2 separate regions of the Mus musculus genome follow, and region 1 is linked to region 2. Evidence: chromatin contacts called from public HiChIP or PLAC-seq data. All regions are on one chromosome and are shown on one strand. Each heading gives the region's core, a stretch centred on a gene start, on an enhancer-like site or on the middle of the called end of the contact. The rest is flanking DNA. Distances are from core to core; before and after follow the strand shown. Region 1 has its middle 25 kb from the start of Gm35356. Region 2 has its middle 35 kb from the start of Gm41964.

Region 1 (5,829 bases), core at 2,467-4,966, 150 kb after region 2:
GTGGGAGTGGGTGGGTAGGGGAGTTGAGTGGGTGGTGGGTATGGGGGACTTTTGGGATAGCCCTGGAAACGTAAATGATATGTGTGTGTGTGTTTACTGTAGAAGATTTCTTCTACAGTAGTAGATTTCCACATGGAATTTTCAGAGGTTTTTAGCATTAGTTATCTTTGTCCATACTCCCTTCTCTACCCTGTCTTATCTTTCACCCTATTTATTCCTTCCTCTTCTACTGTTCCCATTTCTTCTTCCTTCTACTTATGTTTTATTCACACACACACACACACACACACACACACACACACACACACACACACATACACACACACACACACACTTTCTAATTCAAAGCTATGTCTCTTCTTAGAACTCTAACTTTATTCCCCCAAAGAAAAAAATGCCTACTTTCATGTCACAATGTAGAAATCTCTCCCTGGTCTGTCTTCTGCTTTTATATTGGTTGTTTTTTGTTTACTTAATACAAACCTAGATATATCTAGGAAGGAAGAATCTTAATTAAGGAAATTATTTCGTAAGCTTGAGTGCATAGTTATAGGTAGTTCTTAAAATACCTACCAGCTCTGGACTGGAGAGATTCATCAGTGGTTAACAGCCCTGAATGCTTTTCTAGAAGACCCAGGTTCAATTCCCAATATCCACATGTCAGTTCACAACTCTCTATAACTCCAGTTCTAAGGGATATGATGCTTTCTCTATCTTTTTAAAAAAAGATTTATTTATATTATGTATGTGAGTACACTATTGTTCTCTTCAGACATGCTGGAAGAGGGCATTAAATCCCATTACAGATGGTTGTGAGCCACCAGGTGATTGCTGGAAATTGAACTCAGGACCTCCGGAAGAGCAGTCAGTGCTCTTAACCATCTCTCCGGCTCATGATGCTCTCTTTTGGCCTAGGCAAAATATCTGCACACACACACACACACACACACACACACACACACACACACACACACACGACATAGGTTTGGTTCCCAGCAACTACATAGCTTACTACCATCTTTCTGTAACTCCAGGTCTTCCAACACTGTCTTTGGTTCTCCATGGGCACACTCACGTTGTATGTACCTACAAACAGGAAAACTATTCATAAACATAAATTAAAAATAAAATTACTAAGTTAAAATACTCAGAAACTCGTGTAACATTACATGTGCTAATTAGAATAGATGTCAAACCAACAGACACTAGCCATAAAGAACTGATAAAGCTAGCAGAGGCAAAGAATAGGCTGTCTCTTGGAACCTCTCTTCTGACCTTTACCCCAGACTTCCAGCCAAGAGGAGCTGATAGCATATACCAGGGGTGGCAGAGAGCTGAACTGCTCCCTACCTTATCATGTGTGTGTTTGTGTGTGCGCGCATGCGTACACATGTGGGTGCATGTGTATCATTAGTGCCTGACTTACTGGTTTGCCTGGAACTTACTATGTATACCATATCTCTAACTCTCAGAGATCCTCTTCCCTTTGTCTCCAAAGGCATATATTATTACACTTAGCTTACACACACACACACACACACACACACACACACACACACACACACATATACACACACACTGTTTTGGAGACGGTCTGCTCTTGGACTCACTGTGTGGCTCCGGCTGTCCTCAAAGGCATGATCTTCCTATCTGATTGTCACAAGGGCTGTAATTACAGACATGTGTCACAATGTCTAAATCACTGATACAACTTAATTATAAAGTTAAAATATTTAGTTCTCTTAGAATTCATATTTATATAAAGAATAAGACATATCTTGCCAAAAGACTATCCCTATAAAAGTCAGTTATCCCTATAGCATTTATTGAGGCAACTATTTTTTAGGAATTCTGGCATTTTAAATATATGGAAATTGCAAAATATAAATTTATTTTCTGAGTATTAATATTCAATCATTACACAGTGTGTTGCAATATAGAACACACGGGGAAGGAATAATTGCTTCTCTGGAGAAATTCTGAGCACCTTTTTGTATGGGTTTTAAAGCATGTTTAAACTCTTCGAATGCCCTCCTTGGAAGGAGTGGATGCGCCATCCCCAGTTCTGGAGTCTGGGCGTCCTTCATGGTTCATTTTCAATAAGTAGGGATGGAAAATAGGGATATCTTTTGTGAAGGACAGACATTAGAGTTTCAGTTGAAGAAGAAAGCAGTGTGTTTTCGAATCACTTATTACAGAGCAATAATACCTCTGAGGAGAAAGAAAAATATTTGAGTCAGTTCTTGAAGGACCAATGTGGAAACCAATTTTAACTGTTTTAGCAAAGAAAATGAAGAAGGCAGCATAATCATAGTACATGACAAGTATAGAGTAAAAAAAAAAAATGTTCTAATTCACCTAGGATCAAGTTTCAAAATTCTAATGAGTTCAACCATACCAGAGGATGTTATATACAGTGAGTGCTCGCATGATTTGAGGGTAAAGTTTGCAATGGTCTTTAGTAAAATTAAGATACTTGAAGCTGTTCTGAAACCCGTCCAGAAGCAATGGGCTGTTTGGTGGTTGTGTAATCCTGGAGATCAAATCCAGAACCTCTTCCATGCTAGACAAGGACATTACCACGGGGCTGTACTCCCATCCTTCTTTTTGGTGGATTGATTGGTTCATTAATTCAGGCAAGGTCTCATTAAGTAGGTCATGCTGGCTTTGAACTTACAATTCATATTCCTGACTTGGCTTCCTAGAAACTGGAATTATAATGAATTTTATCTGATCTCCATCTTTAGAGAGAAAAGAGAGGTCTAGTAAAGTTAACCCTGACGGTTGAGAGCCGTGTCATCCACATGAACCAAGGAAAATTAATAGTTAATAAAACATTTATGACAAACATTGACATTAGTACAGCAAAGGTATCACTATTTTAATGGATGAGTGCTGTGAATGAACAGGATTATGTGACGACTACACGGTTTGGAGGAAGAGCTCAGAGCATTGTGTTAAATTTTCTGGAATCTTTAACACTTGGTAGATGTTGTCCGGAGGCATGCTACCGTCAATATTGTGAGCACTCTGAATGTGAGCATCAAGCGAGAAGGTTGGACCGACTTTTGTGTTCTGAGATAACAGAGGTGTGAGGAGAATGGTCAGGAAACATTCGGTTCAGTCAGGAACACAGACTTCTGCTGAACATCTTGTTTGTACTTGTCTGTCTCCACAGAGTTCTAAGAAGAGGGTTCTTTTCTTCTGCATTTCAAGAGTTCTAACTACAGGAGAGTGTGAGGACAGAGAAGGATTCTGCAGCCTCATGATGCTTGTTTGCACTTACTTCTTCATGCCCCCTATGCCCTGCCTCGCAGAGGATGCACGCCAGGCCCCCAAGCTGAGGGGTGGGGCGTGAGGCAGTTGGAAAACTCTCCCTGGGTGATCCTAATGTGCCCTTTTCACCACCTGCTATCTTGCTACCCACTCCGTCCTGGAAAATCACAGATTAGGTGCCAATAGTTAAGGCCACGAGCATGTTTCCTAAGCACTGGTTGAGACATGCAGTTAAATCTTTAGGAGTTTATGTCGGAGAAAGCTTTCGAGCCCGAAACTGTAGTCTTCGGTGCCTCAGAATATATGTCAAAGGTTTCCATTTGACTTAAGAGTTGTTTTAAAATGGGTTTGCCTGATCTTAACAATACATGGAGACGGAGGGCACATACAAATGTTTTCCTGGTTGTCCTAGGAACCCTAAGTGTCTGCTTTCACTAGAGCCACTTCATTCTCACTGAGGCAGTGCAGAGCGGAATGAATTGAATGCTGAACATTCCGGGCACATCCAGCTAAGGGAGATGTATTAGCAAACAACTCCCAGGATGCTCTGAGACTCAGGCCAGGGCTACTAGATGCAGGCTGGAGTTACACTGCCATTTTCTCGTCTTGTTAAGTGCAGTTAATAAGATTATGCCCTATGCATAGTTCTCTTTGTCACCTAGTGCTTTGGTTCAAAAGTGTAAATGTGAGATACTTTAAATTGTCTCTTTCTTTCTCTCTTTCCCTCTCTCCCTCCCCTTCCCTTCCCCCCCCACATATATGCATGTGTGTGCACGCACACACACGCACACACACACACAACATATATATATCATGTCTGTCTTCCATTTCCTTCCTCCTGCTTACCCTTACCCTCATCATATCTCCTACCTCTTAAAACTTAATATCACTTAAGAAAAATGCATTAAGTTAAATTAGTGCTGCTCATCTTGACTCTAGCTGCATATGTATCAAAAGATGGCCTAGTCGGCCATCACTGGAAGAGAGGCCCATTGGACTTGCAAACTTTATATGCCCCAGTACAGGGGAACGCCAGGGCCAAAAAGGGGGAGTGGGTGGGTAGGGGAGTGGGGGTGGGTGGGTATGGGGGACTTTTGGTATAGCATTGGAAATGTAAATGAGCTAAATACCTAATAAAAAATGGAAAAAAAAATAGTGCTGCTCAAATGCACAGTCCTCCACTGAGGTATAGGCAACCAAGCAATGGCTTTCCCCTGATTTATTTTATTTTGGAGTATGTGTGTGTGTATGTATGTATGTATGTATGTATGTATGTATATATGTATGCATGTATGTATGTATGTATGTGTTCATGACTGGGTGCACACGCATGCAAGTGACTACAGAGGTTGAGAAAAGGGCATCAGAGCCCTGAAGCTGCAGTTACATATGGTTGTGAGATGTCATGTGGGTGCTGGGAACTGAACTCATGTTCTTGTCAAGGACAGAACTTGATCTCAACTGCTGAGTCACTTCTCCAGTCCTAATTCATTTGTTCTTTCTTTCTTTTAAAATTACTTATGAAAGTTAATATGTTAAAATAATGGGCTTCACTATAGCATTTCACACATATGTGTCATTTTACTTTGTCTTAATTTGTTCCCGTTTTTTATATGTAAATAATAGTTCACTGTATGCAGCTTCCTGTAAAGCACCGGATATTTTATACCTATGTCTTACCAAGGAAAGAAAATGAGACCATCAGAAGTAATTGTTTCAGTGAGGCTGAGCTTGGGTATGCTTCAGGGTCAAAGGTGCCACAAAGTTTCCATTTGTTAATCGTGAACATTTTCTGAATACCTGGAAGATTTCCAGGATAACTTGTTTTAAGCTATGACTCAGGACCCATTTTGTTACTGTCATCTCAGCATTAGTTTTCTATGTTAATTCAGGCACAGGAGGGTCCCCCCATCCCCCCCGCTTGTCTTTCATTGGCTAACCTGAAAGGCAGGCACATCACTGCTTCTCATAGTTTCTTTGGTCACAGCTACTAACATAGCTTACCCACTGCTGCAGAGGTTACAGCATCATGACCAAGACAAGGCAGTACAAGAGGGAGTCATTTGCAGAGTCAACAACTTAAATTTGTTGCCTTCCTCTGTGTGTGTGTGTGTGTGTGTGTGTGTGTGTGTGTGTGTGTGTGTGTGTGTGCTCACATGGTCCTGTAGGTGTATGCACATGCATATGAAAGCCACAGGTTGTGTCTAGTGGTTTTCTTTTGAACGACTGGCCTCCATGTGCCTGTGCACCTGCATACACTCGTGCTTTTCATCAGATATTTTCTCAGCAATTCTCTTTCCAGCTTCAGACATCTAGGCCACTTCCATTTTTTGATGTGACAATTTTCCACTTGTGAGATTCAAGGTCACCATGGAACCTAAGCCTAAACATGTGGGAGAAAGCAGTGATTCTTGAAATCCTTTGTTCTCAGAACAATACGCGTTCATTTATACTATACGGACCTAAACTAATTACACTGTTAGAGGAAGATCCTGCACACTGGGAAGTTACACCGATGCTCCTGGATGAACACATGCTTGGCTCAGCAGACTC
Region 2 (5,935 bases), core at 2,621-5,120:
AAGTTCAGATGAAGAGCTGTTGGTTACCACCATGCATGCATGGTACTACTGTAGTCTTACTGTACTTGTGCCCTGAACTTTGCTGTTGAGGTTCACAAGCATAATAGCTGAGTAGTACTGTTAGGTGCTTCCCTCCTTTGCAAGATTTCATGGTATGTTCTGGTATCATTGTGGGGCTGGGGGAGGCAGAGGAGAAAGAGAAGGGGAATAGTTAGGAGGGGACTATAAATTTCTATCCAATATTCTGCCTTGTTTATATTTTATAAGCACGGCTCATTTTTATAACAAGAGAAAGCAACTATATACCATTATATTCATAAAATAACTACAATGTAGCATTGTATACCATGAATTATGCTTAGATTGCCTTATGTGGAGTCTCATAATTTAATTCCTAACCTAAGATTTGTAATCTTTAGCAGTTTTAACCAAAGAGTTGGATAGTTTTGAGCGTTAATTCCTTGTTTATACTCAATAATGGAAAAGAAGAGAGAAAAAAGAAAAAAAAGTATCATAGGAAACTGATGTAATATGTAAAAGATCCTACACACACATGTGCATACACACACATGTGCATGCATGCGTGCGCGCCCCCCCCCACACTTTTTATAGATGCAAGGTCAGAATAGGTTCATACACTTCCAAGCTTTACTGTAACCAAAGCTTTGCTGTCATTGTGTTCTCTTAAAAGAGCTTCATTTTTGTTTTTGTTTTTGTTTTCAGGAGACTGTGGAAGAAAAAGATTGCCTTCCCTCAAGGCCAGTAGCTGTTGCATAATATTTTCCTTTAGCCAATCTGAAATATAGTGGGAAAGAATTTCATAATTTCCTTTCGGTTGTCTGTATGTGGAAATGCATTGCAACTACTGGAATGTGATCTATTAATAGGCAAATCAGTTCAATAAATATAATAAGGTTCACATTTTTCTTGTGACTCCCAGATTTAATGTCAGTGCTAAAATGAAGGAAGCTGACTATTCTATATTATACTTTCAATTAAAGGAATCATTAATTATTGATTTGGATAAATGTGTGAAGCCTACGTGATGTACCCATGGTAGTCCTGGGAAACATGACCTCTGGATATTGCTAAACTTGTACAAAACTTCTAAATAAAACATTCCTATCTCTCTTATGTTTGCCAAAATTATGAATCACAGTGAGCTGCTGTCGGTACTAGCAGTCAGTGACGTATGTATGTGTTCCTTTTGCTTTCCCCAACGTTAGAGTGCATGGCTAGAGTCACTATCACACAAACCAAACTCTTGGAGCTTTGTGGTACATAGCACAGTTTATGCCTTATGGCTTTCTCAGGAAGGCTGTGGTGGACACTAATCACTGACTTGGCTCAAACTTGTCGGACCATGAATTAAATACCTGCTCCCTCTACTTCCCCTCTCTTTTTGACCTTTTCCATATACCTTTGCCCATGTGGCATGCCAATGTGGGACTGGCAAGATGATTTATGGAAACATTGGCAGATGTGCTAAAGTGCATTTAAGCTTTGAGGTACGTCACCACTTCTCCTGCCCACACAAGATTTCATTTGTACCTGTTCATATTAATTGGGCATGGGAATGCTTACTGAAATATTAAACCATTTTATAAAAGTTAAACTCTACATACTAATTGTAGAAATGTTTTTTTTTTCAATTTTTATTAGATATTTTCTTTATTTACATTTCAAATGCTATCCCCAAAGTCCCCTATTCCCTCCCCCCAACCCCCGCCCTGCTCCCCTACCCACCCACTCCCACTTCTTGGCCCTGGCATTCCCCTGTACTGGGGCATAAAAAGTTTGCAAGACCAAGGGGCCTCTCTTCCCAATGATGGTCAACTAGGCCATCTTCTGCTACATATGCAGCTAGAGACAAAAGCTCTGGGGGTACTGGTTAGTTCATATCGTTGTTCCACCTATAGGGTTGCAGACCCCTTCAGCTCCTTAGGTACTTTCTCTAGCTCCTCCATTGGGGGCCCTGTGTTCCATCCAATAGATGACTGTGAGCATCCACTTCTATATTTGCCAGGCACTGGCATAGCCTCACACGAGACAGCTATATCAGGGTCCTTTCAGCAAAATCTTGCTGGCATATGCAATAGCGTCTGCGTTTGGTGGCTGATTATGGGATGGATCCCTGGATGGGGTAGTCTCTGGATGGTCCATCCTTTTGTCTTAGCTCCAAACTTTGTCTCTCTAACTCCTTCCTTGGGAGAAATGTTTTAAGATTAAAAAAAAAAAAAAACAAAAAAAAACCAAAAAACCAAAAACCAAAAACCAAAAAACCAAAAAAAAAACAAAAAAAAACCCCAAAAAACCAAAAACCCAAAAAACCCCTTAAAGAACAAAATTAAATTAAAAAACAAAAACAGAGCTGTGCTTTATTCTACAGCCTAAACATGGGCATTAACATTTCTCTTTTACCAAAAAAACCCCCAACAATTTCACTGACTTACTATTTTTTTGCTTTGTAGAACAGGGTCTTCCTCTGGAGTCAAGGTTGGTCTTAGAACTACTCATGGCAGAATTTTGCCTCAGCCTCTATAATAGATTAAGGGTGTAAGCTAATAGAGATGGTTCCACATAGATAATTATGTATCCTGCTTTTTTTCATATCATATATTGACAAGTTTATACTAGACTACACATTAAAATCTAGACCCGTTGGCAGATGCCTGCATTCTCAGCACTTGGGGGCTGGAAGCAGGAGGAATGAGAGCTCAATGCCATCTTTGGCTATGTAGCAGGTTTGATGTAGCCTCAGCTACAAGAGATCCTGTCTCAACAAACAACAACAAACCCAAACTAAATTGGAAAGCTTCATTGTTTCAAAACTGTCAAACGCTGCATAAATGGGAAGTCCGTGTTCTACTGCTGCTCCTCAGTCTCCCTTCAGCAGCCTGACAAAGGCTGAGGCACTGCCAAGGGAAACTGAAGAACTCTGTCCTTGACTGGCTTCAGGGCATCGTGATTCCTCAGCGTCCAAAGTGTGCGTCTTGTTTGTTGAGTGAAGAGAGTTTTCTAGTTACTCTTAGATTAAGAGGCTCATGGAGCACTTACTATGGGTAATGGTAGTCCTGAGCTTGGACTTAAAAATGTCACCTTCAAAGTTCTGCAGGGAGGGAAATACACTGAAGCCTTTTCCCAGCATTGCAAGAAGCCTGGGCTTTGTTCATAGATCCTCTGGGGGAGAAGCTGAGACTATTTTGTGGAATCTTTATAAACAAATTAAAGAACTTTTCTTTTGTAGCCGTTTGCAAGATAAGGAGTTAGTAAATTACCAAAAAGGCTCCATTCAAGTTTTAGGGATTTGGGGTTAGAAACAAAACATTTGAGGAATTCTAAAGTAAAAAAAAAGGACAGTAGAATACAATTTTAATGCAATTTACCTGAAATACCAAGTAAATTCTTTTATTTTACACACCACAAAAGCATCAGGGTAATGGTCTGAGAAAGATGCTCTTTCAGTTGTACACGATGATACAGACATGGATGTCAACATAGAAACAGTTGGCTCAGCGGGATCCCAAGCACAACAGTTGTCTGGTACCATACTCCATGCTGGCAGCAGGGCATTCCCTTGCATCCTATATTTAAACTTGGCACCTGCTAGGAAATACCCTGGCAGGGCTTTGGAATCAGTGTCACAGCTGTTAATTTCCATAACTTGTTTTAGTTACTAGGCACTGCTGTGAGCTAGGGAGAAGCGAACCATATGGATGACAGCTAGGGACCTTCAGAGGGATTTCACATGGCAGGCCACTTGGACAGAGTTATACACAGTTCACTCCTTCACTCTGGAGCTATAAGTATGGCCATACACAGACAGCATGAAACACCACACTCTTCACTGACAGTTTGTCAGCTCTCCACAGAGCTCTCATTCTATGGCAGAGATTTCCTATTTTCTCAGAGACCCAGTACTGAACAAGGCCAAGTCTTGCTCTCTTCAGTATAGAGAAAAAAGAACCAATTTCCTCATTTTTCCAGTAGACTTAAGAATTGTAAGTGGAAAAGATATGAGTCCTAGTGTGGTGACCTAGCAGAGGAGAATACCTGTAAGTCTGGAGGTAAATAAAAAGAAAACCGTTGGAATGTGATAAATGCAAGGCAAAAATTTAAGCCCAGGTATAGGGAGTAACAACTGGCTATTTTATACTGGCAGTTAGGTAGATCTTTTTTTTTTCTGAATGTGTGTGTGTCCCTACATATGTGCAGGTATCCATGGGGGTCAGAAGAGGGTGTCACACACCTTTGAAAACTGAACTTGGGTCCTTTGGAAGAGCAGGAAGTGCTCTTGACTGCTGAGCCACATCTCCAGACTTGGGGAGATTTTTGTAAGGAGGTGGAATGTACACTGAAAGCCAAATGCCTGCGAGGACATACCTGTGGAAAGCTGGAGTAGCAGAGCAGGCCATCAGCTTCTAGCTGTAAGCAGCATTCAGGGCTAATGCCCAATGTGTCTTACTGCTGGGGAACTGAAGAAGGTGGGGTTGCTTGGTTACTATCAAGGGAACGGTGTAAATGGCCTCAGGGGAAAGCAAGTGCAGGGTCATCCAAGGCTTTATAGGTTGAGCAAATGTTTATTCCAAATGTGAGTCTACTGTGGAACGTGGAACACATTTAATTCATCTGCCCTGTTTGCTGAGTGCCAGGTCTTGTGCATAATTTTGAAATACACAGATGTATCAGACATTTTATCTTAAAGGAAGTCTTAGTCAAAACGGTGACTCTTTTTTTGCATCTTTTTCTAATCTCGACAATGGGAGTACTCTGGACAATTGCCGATCATTTGGATCTCTGTAGCTTCTTAACAGACTGAAGCTCTATTGCCATCATTGCTATGGGTCTCCATTTGGTGGTATACAGGCTTTCAAAATAAATAAAACACAAGACTATAATTATTTAGCATTTTACATACCTATGTTAGTATACATAAAATGTAATAAACAAACATTTAAGCACTTTAGAATTTATAGACCCTATCATATCTGAAAGATTGCTAGGCATGCAGCTTAGCCATTTGGGAAGATTTCTTGGCTTCAAACATTCAAGGCTAGATAGAGCACTTGATGACAGACCAAATAAATGGTTCCATCTTAGTCTATTTTACTGAATGAGTTTCCTGTGCTTACCTGAAGGAGTATAGGAGAGGGATTCCTTACGGGAGGGTAGGTAAGGTTTCCTACAGGAGCATGGATGTCTCATAGGCAAGTTGCATCTTGAACAGTCCACCCAGACATCATTGAACAACAATTCACCTGAGCATCCCAGGAGCTCACTAAACAATCTGTAGGCAAATTGGCACATAGAAAAATGCCAATTAATTTCTGCCTAATTTAGTTATTACTGTTTATATAATCTTGGGGAGACTTGTGAATCTTATTTCAGGAGGTTTTTTTTGTGATTATACAGTTTTGTTTACTTCTTTTTTTTTTTTTTTAATTTTTTTCGAGACAGGGTTTCTCTGTGTAGTCCTGGCTGTCCTGGAACTTACTCCGTAGACCAGGCTGGCCTCGAACTTAGAAATTCGCCTGCCTCTGCCTCCCAAGTGCTGGGATTAAAGGCATGCGCCACTACACCTGGCTTTTTGTTTACTTCCTGAGCCTTCTAAGTTTTGTTTACTTCCTGAGCCTTGTATGTTCTGTTTATTTCCTAGTCCTATTGTGCCTTTATCCAGAAGTAAATTTTTCAATTCAGAGGACATGTCTGTACAATACTATTTATTTAAAGATTCATTTATTATTATAAGTACACTGCAGCTGTCTTCAGACGCACCAGAAGAGGGTGTCAGATCTCATAACAGATGGTTATCAGCCACCATGTGGTTGCTGAGATTTGAACTCAGGACCTTCAGAAGAGCAGTCAGTGCTCTTAACTGCTGAGCCTTCTCTCCAGCCCTGTATAATACTATTAAATGTAAAATAGTCCCAGAATT

Evidence for each region. HiChIP or PLAC-seq counts read pairs in DNA pulled down with a chosen protein or histone mark.
Region 1: an H3K27ac HiChIP or PLAC-seq map of heart atrium shows a contact between it and region 2, with 8 read pairs. The contact joins two enhancer-like sites. A contact is called at or near these places in 1 of 484 Hi-C or Micro-C datasets (pancreatic cancer cells) and 2 of 115 datasets of contacts at active chromatin or transcription factors (double positive thymocytes and heart atrium).

The regions. Positions count from the first base shown.
Region 1 is chr1:144,052,280-144,058,108 of GRCm38.p6, forward strand. No RefSeq gene overlaps it. Among named protein-coding and RNA genes, the nearest start is that of Gm35356, 25 kb to the right of the region's middle. Within about 2 kb of position 3,717, at least 11 of the 459 cell types and tissues checked have an H3K27ac peak or open chromatin away from gene starts, as enhancers often do. A contact at or near this core is called in heart atrium, where this site is marked.
Region 2 is chr1:143,900,526-143,906,460 of GRCm38.p6, forward strand. No RefSeq gene overlaps it. Among named protein-coding and RNA genes, the nearest start is that of Gm41964, 35 kb to the right of the region's middle. Within about 2 kb of position 3,871, at least 25 of the 459 cell types and tissues checked have an H3K27ac peak or open chromatin away from gene starts, as enhancers often do. A contact at or near this core is called in heart atrium, where this site is marked.